Regions from separate parts of the Drosophila melanogaster genome. Here region 1 is linked to region 2. The links are chromatin contacts, called in public targeted proximity ligation maps. All regions are on one chromosome and are shown on one strand. The core of a region is the stretch at or near the end of the contact, and the rest is flanking DNA. Distances in the headings are between cores, read along the strand shown.

Region 1 (3,520 bases), core at 216-2,715, 140 kb after region 2:
AACTAAACACAAAAACATTTCAAAAATTCTAAATAACACTCAAGAAAAAATGTTAGAAAGACATAATGAAGAAATGGAAACACATAAAAATCATGTAGGGCAAATGGTTTTTGAAAAGAAACATGGAGAAAGAAATAAGCTAAAAACAAGATATAAGAAGCAGGTTGTTAAGGAAAACGTACTTAACAAAATAATAATCAATAGTAGAAACAGAATTATTCACAAAGACAACATTAATTTTTAACAAATATTATATTTCTTTTAAAATTACAGAAAATTATTATTTTATTACTTATTACTTTTAACACCATTCCTAATGATAGCCACTTCAGAAATAATTGATTACGTCAATCACGAATTTTTCCTGTTCAAAGCCAAAAATGATGTTCTTACTTATGAATCATATGCCGACTTATTTCACGTAACTAATTTAACTTTTTATAAAGAAATAATCGATCTAGAATCAGGATATATAAAAAAGGATACAAATAAAAGTTCACAATTCATTAGGTCCTGTTTGTAAATGGAACTCGCTGAAACTCTGGATCACGATGATTTTATTAAAATACAGAATAAATAAATGATTTTTAAATACAAAATAATAATAAAAAATAAATGACTGAAAACAATAACGAACAATTTATTATTACTTTCAAATTGTTTAACGAGATAAAATCACTTTCCGATCATTTTAAACACATTTTTATTGATCAAGAATTGCCTTTACGAAAACATCGTTTACGATTGTTAACATTCAACTTTCAAAACATAATTAATACAATTATACTGGCAAAAATTGATACGTCAATTTTATTTTACATCATTAATAATAAAATTCAGATATATTAAATTTGTAACCAAACAAAACCATAAATAAATATAGCACTCTGCCCAATTCAAACTCCAATCTCAGCAGCATTTCCTTTGTCCATGTTTTTGTCAACAGCACCTAGCAACACGATATATAACCAAACTTAAACAAAACACTAGTCAGAAAAGTTTTCACAAAGCTGTGAAATTATTCTAGTATAAAGCTTTTATACTAAACATATTTGAAAGATCAAAAAAATCCTAAAGAAAAGTTTCTGGCCGAGGTTGAGTGGATTAGTATTAGGATTTTGAAGATCATTCTGAATCGGGTGGAGATCGTGAACAGTTTTAAATTAAAGATGATCAATAAAAAGAGTGTCTTGTTACAGTATAAGTGAAAAAGTCTATCACCAATAAAATCATATTAAAATAAAAATTGTTATTTTAAATAATTAAACAGTAAGAATTTTAATTTGCACACGTATGCTCATGCATTGTAAATTTGACAAAATATGCCATCTTAGAAGTATTTAAACTTTAAATCTATATTATTTGTGATCAATTGGCAATGTAAAAATGGCATTGCATTGCCTTAACATCTATCTTCACGATCTGCACCTTCTTCTTCGATCATTCCAGCCAACTGCTCTCCTGATCCTATCGATAGTTTCCTGCAGTGCTGCCACCTGTGCTATCGCGCTGCCATCACTATCATTGTTTACATGTACATATGTTAATTCTTTTGTAGGGTCAGAATTTATTTCGGCCCGAAAATCGTCTTCTAGCATGACTACGAACACAATGTGTGCCACACATATACAAGTTCTCGTCTATTGTTTTTACTCACACTTATCACGCATGACTTTGAGCACAAGCTTTACAGAGTCGGCGTATTTTTGGAAGTGAACCAAGCGTTTGATAAGGTGGTGGCATGAAGGTCTGCTATATAAAATAAAATATCTCCTCCCAGCAGCCTATTATGCCATCCTCAGCTCCTTCATTGGTGATCGGACCTTCGATGTTGCAGTACGGGACTCTCGGTCAAGCATGGAACACATTCATGGTTTCAAGGGTTCCACAGGAAGTGTGCTTGGACCCTTCCTGTATATCCTGTACACTGCTGACATGCCAACACCTGGCCACCTACGCTGATGACACCGCCATGCTTGCGTCGCACTCATTCTTGCAATTCGCTTCCAATGCAGTTCAGGAATGGCTGCATGCAACCGAGCGATGGACTGCCAAATGAAACATAGCAAAGTCGGCCTGTGTCACATTTACCCTGCGACCTCAAACCTGCCTAGGTCTTCTCTTCGACGGAAATACCATTGACTACGTCTCATGCCACTGCTACCTCGGAGTTCACCTTGATCGGACGCAGAGTTGGAAAGCCCATATCACGGCAGTTAGAGCCGAATCCTCTTGAAAACTGAAAAAGCTGGATAAAGCATATGGCAACTAAGGCTCTCTTAATAAAAGCCATCTTACGGCCAACACTGATCTACACCATCCAAGTGTGGGGAACAGCCTCTAAGACTCAGCTCAATAGGCTCAATAGTAATACAATCGCACGACATGCATCTGGGATACCCTGGTATGTGTGCAACCGAGTTATTGAAAGGGTCTTAAAAGTTGTCCCATTGGGAGACCAAATGAACTTCCACAGTAGCCGATATGCCGGCAGACTTAGCGCCCACCCGAACACGTTTGCGAATTTTCTTGTCGACCCTATTTCCTTCCGACGTTTGAAGAGAATACATCCCCATTAACTCCTTACACGTAAGATAAGTACATATGTGTACACTATAATTAAGGAACAGAATCCATAATATCTTTTAAGTTACACATTAGGTTAAGTTCAGAAGGAACTGAACGATTCCAACTGACTAATGAATAATAATAAATGATTTTTTTTCTCTCTTTTTATTTACAATCTGTCTTAAAAAAGTATGACAATAAGTAAATTTTATAATCAGTAGTAGTTATTCATTAATCCCTACTAAATACTCTATGCGTGAAATCTTTTAAGTCTTCTGACGTTATTATTATTTACCAAAGGCAAGGCTAATTTATTTTCATGTGTTCTTCGCCTGTCTATATATTTTTTAATATGTTTTGCTATTTCTACTTTAACATAAGGGATTCCTAAGTATTTGTGGATACTTGCATATAAAATATAAAATGGAGCATTAACATTTTGTCTTAATACTTTTGATTGGTAGCGTTGTAGAATCTCAATATTTAAACTCTAAAAAAAACTCACACAAGCAAGCAAATTCTACTTTTAGATTTCTTACGCTCTCAGCTGAAGCAAACATATAAAAATAAATGGGACCTAACCCTATACCTGTGTAAAAGATACCAAACTGCTAATATACACTGTGAGAAATTTTCTAAATAATTATATCAGCAAATATTTGAATTATTTGCAATAATTCCTATAAATATCTACCTGGGAAGTATAATTTTATTTAATTAAATTTCCTTTATGATTTAATATTTTTTTTCTATATTATTTAATTTTACCTAATTTAATTATTTTTTCCTAAGATAAATACAGTTTTGAGGGTGCGCTTTTAAATTGTCGGGTTAAATTTGACCAAAAAAGCTTATATAAATTCTTTTTTCGTTCGGAAATTCGAGCGAAAGTATGTATTTGTATGTTTTCAAAGTGTTCTTGGAAAATGCCACGCTTTTAATTCTGCTCATC
Region 2 (3,715 bases), core at 799-3,298:
AACGGTAATTCGGAATTTAGCTTTCATCGTGAAATTCGCTCAATGTGTGCACTATTTTCATCTGAATAGGTTTTACACTTTTGACTTCAGTTTTTGTTTGATCGCGTGATTGTAAAGAGTTAAATTTTTTTGTATTCTAATATTTAAATCATTTTTTATCATCTTTTTCTAAAATGGGCCGCGGAAAACCTTTATCCGATTTTGAAAAAGGTCAAATCAAAGGCTATATTGAATCTGGCTTAAAACACTGTGTAATAGCCCAGAAAATCGGCCGAAGTCAAAACGTTGTAAGTAATTTTCTCCGTAATGAAGCCGACTATGAAAAAAAAAATGAAAAGACGAAAAAAATATGCAACAACACCATCAGAGAGGCGACTTATTCTACGAACTGCCTCAAATTCTGACCTTTCTGCTGGAATAATTAAGGAAAAATGCGGTGTAAATGCTAGTGTGGCCACGGTAAAACGAATTATTGAAAGTTCCAAATACTTGAAGAGATTAAAAATTAAAAAGAAAAAATTAATCTAAAATGAGCGCAAACGTGTATAAGACTGTGCTTCAAAAGGCTTTTCCAGAGTTTTCTGAGACTTATGGTCATATTCAATGGACGTACCAACATGACAACGCTTGGATTATAAAACAGTGGATTAAAGACCGAAACGTTAATTTGCTCGAGTGGCCGCCTTACTCCCCTGACATTAACATTATTGAAAACATTTGGGGACTTTTGTCCAGGAGAGTGTACGAAGGAGGAAGACAATTTAGTGACACTGGGACCCTAGTTGAAGCAATTAAAAAAGCCTGGGCAACAATTTCACTAAATTAAATTAAAAAATATTATGATTCCTTATCAAACCGTATGTTTGAAGTAATTAAAAACAAGGGTGGCCATACCAAATACTAAATAATGCTAAAACAGGGCCTTTTATTATTTAAACTATCCAGTGCCTTAAAATTTTTTGAGCCAAAAAAGATCTATTCATACATACAAATTTATTTCGCTTAAATTGGATTGCATACAACTAAGTTACAAACCTAAACAAATAGTCAAACCTATTCAGTTGAGCGGCACTGTATGTCCCAGGTGCAAGTACTCATCAATGAAAGCCTTTCATTGGGCCTTTACTGCTAGACGATCCTCTAGTTTTCTATCAAGAGATAAGAATCTTTCCAGAGCTTCCTGGTAGGACTTCCGAACAGATCTAAACTAAGCCTGGGTGGCAATCGAACATAATACTCTCCAGCCGGCAAGCGAGCAAAGTTTTTAACGAAGTGAGCTTCTCTGTGAAGCTCCTCCTTCGTAGCACGAACAATGGGCTCCGCGCAACCCCACACCTTCCAAAACCGCCGAAGCAGCACCTCAAAACGATCTGGTTTGGTACTCTCATTGGGAACAACCGAGCGACTGCAGCCTCCGGAAACAACCCAGCCCAAACGACTCTTTTTAATTTGAGGCAATCCCGGCCGAAAATGGACTTGACCAACGCACAGCAGGTCGTAAAATAGACTGGCGCCAATCAATAAACCTACGCCTGATTGCAATCTCCGCAAGCTTAAAGTGTTTGGGTATGATTCAGTTATAAACGTCGATGTGAAAGTTGGCTGTATTGGAAGCAATAACAGCAGTGATGGAAGTGAAGTATTCGAAGATTCGAAGTTGATTGGCAGACCATCTGTTTCGAAACTATTGAAGTTTATTCCCGCTTAAGTAAAAACACGTCCGCTTTGGTTGAATGATCTTTATTCGATACTTTTATTGACTGCTTTATGTACTATCGATACATGTTATGTGTTAGAAATTACAGTGCTATCTGATAGTTTCAACAGAATCTTTTCCTGTGACACAAGCGGATGATTTCATTTTCTTAAGTTTAAGCAAGTTTAGAAATCGGGACGTTACCAAGTGCAGCTGGGAGCTCTAGTCAAGTAAAGCACGACAAGGAACAAAGGTTCCGGAACAGTTTTTTACTAACACGGTATCAGGGGCTAACAGTACCATTTTCTTGCCTAAATCGTGCGCTATAAGAGATGACGGAGGGCCAGGCAATGCAGAGGGTTCTGTCGCATGATTAAATGAATCTGAGGTCATCGATGCAGTAAGCTGCGATTTATTGTGACTGTGGTACTTAGATACGCAGGCACGGAAATTGCCGGAGTTAAACTCATTTTATGCCTGGCGCATAGCTTGCTATGGCGAAAGCCATAGTCTCTAAAGTCCCTCATCGCTTCCCCACAAATTATATAGGAAAAGCTATAGCATAGTTGCCTTCCGAGTGACCTTTTGACCTATTTTTTTCATTTTTGCGCGAGAGTCCCATGGCCACACCTCCCGCCCAACCGACCGAGGAGGCGCGATATAGAAAAAAACACAGAAACGAGGAAAGAAATAAAATGTCAAAAAGTATAATAGTTTGGGAAGGTTAATCAAATAAAAGAAGTCTACTGGAATTAGGAGGTAATATAAGGCTTGCATCCCAGAAGAACACTAAGATCATCAACCCATGTTATTCTGTCCAAAGAGCAACCCAATAAAAACTTAACTTAACTTAAACATAACTTTACACTTGGAGTCATGTCATATAAGCTAGTCCACATATAAAAAATATATTCACTTGCGTAGCAAACGGAGTTTAATTAATTATATAAAATAAACACAAAGGTAAATTCGGAGAGCAGAAACGACCGTTCGCTGTGAAGCTGGGGAGGCGTTTTGAGGTTTTTTATATAAGACTTGAAAATGTCTATCGATTTGCCACGCCAACTCTAACGCCCTAAAACCGCACAAAACTGCCACGCCCACGCTGTTGGACAATTTTAAGTATTTTTTCATAATTTAAATAATCTTGTAAATTTCTATCGATTTGCCAAAAAACTTTTTGCCACGCCCACTCTAATGCCCTAGAACCGCACAAAACTGCCACACCCAAGCTTTTGAAAAAGTTGTAGGTATTACACTTTTGAACAATTTTTAAAATTGTTGTCTCATTTTATGCACCAGTATCTATCCATACACCAGAAAAATTTTGAAATTTCACGTTCGCATTTTCAATAGCTGAGTAACGAGTATCTGATAGTCGGCGAACTGGACCATAGCATTCGATCTTGTTTTTTTATTTTTTATTAGTCTACATAAGTTATTAGTCAAAACAAAATTCTGAAGGGGTCATGAAAGTCATGTTAGATCAGGAATGATTTTAGATTAGGGGTATATAGTTTCTAGTGACTCTGACAGCCCCAAATACTATAAACTAAACCACGAATAAGATTACAAAATTGGACTGTTTCAAGCATTTTTTTACGGAAAGCTATAGAAGGTAAATAAATTAACATTAGTCTATTGGAATAAGGAGATAATATAAGGCTTGGGTCCCAATTTAGGCGCCGCAAGGCAAGCCGTAGCGATGTTTTTTTGAACCGAGTGAACTACGTATTCCGGTTTGACTAAGCTACATATTGTGGACTCCAAACAGATGATCCATACTCAAGAATAAAATGTATTGGTGATTTAAAGATTATCAAATTCTATTGAACTCCTTTTTATAAAACCAAGCGCACCCCTAACCGATAGTCGCAATATGGAAATTGAAAATTTTAATTTAGAGTCTAGAAGAACGCCAAGATCAACACGTGTGTTTCTGTCCTAGGAACACCCACATAGAGTGAAAGCCGCGTGTATTGGGTTGATAAGACTAAAGGTCATCTCTTTACACTTGGA

The links.
Region 1: a targeted proximity ligation map of the Kc167 cell line shows a contact between it and region 2, with 5 times the contacts expected there. A contact is called at or near these places in 4 of 107 Hi-C or Micro-C datasets (the ML-DmBG3-c2 cell line, the S2 cell line, embryo and 1 more) and 1 of 7 datasets of targeted methods (the Kc167 cell line).

What each region holds. Positions count from the first base shown.
Region 1 is chr3L:24,230,091-24,233,610 of dm6, forward strand. The region is part of intron 5 of Snap25 (Synaptosomal-associated protein 25kDa); the gene reads left to right. Among named protein-coding and RNA genes, the nearest start is that of lncRNA:CR45159, 59 kb to the right of the region's middle.
Region 2 is chr3L:24,087,898-24,091,612 of dm6, forward strand. All of the region lies in intron 2 of Snap25 (Synaptosomal-associated protein 25kDa), which reads left to right. Among named protein-coding and RNA genes, the nearest start is that of Snap25, 16 kb to the left of the region's middle.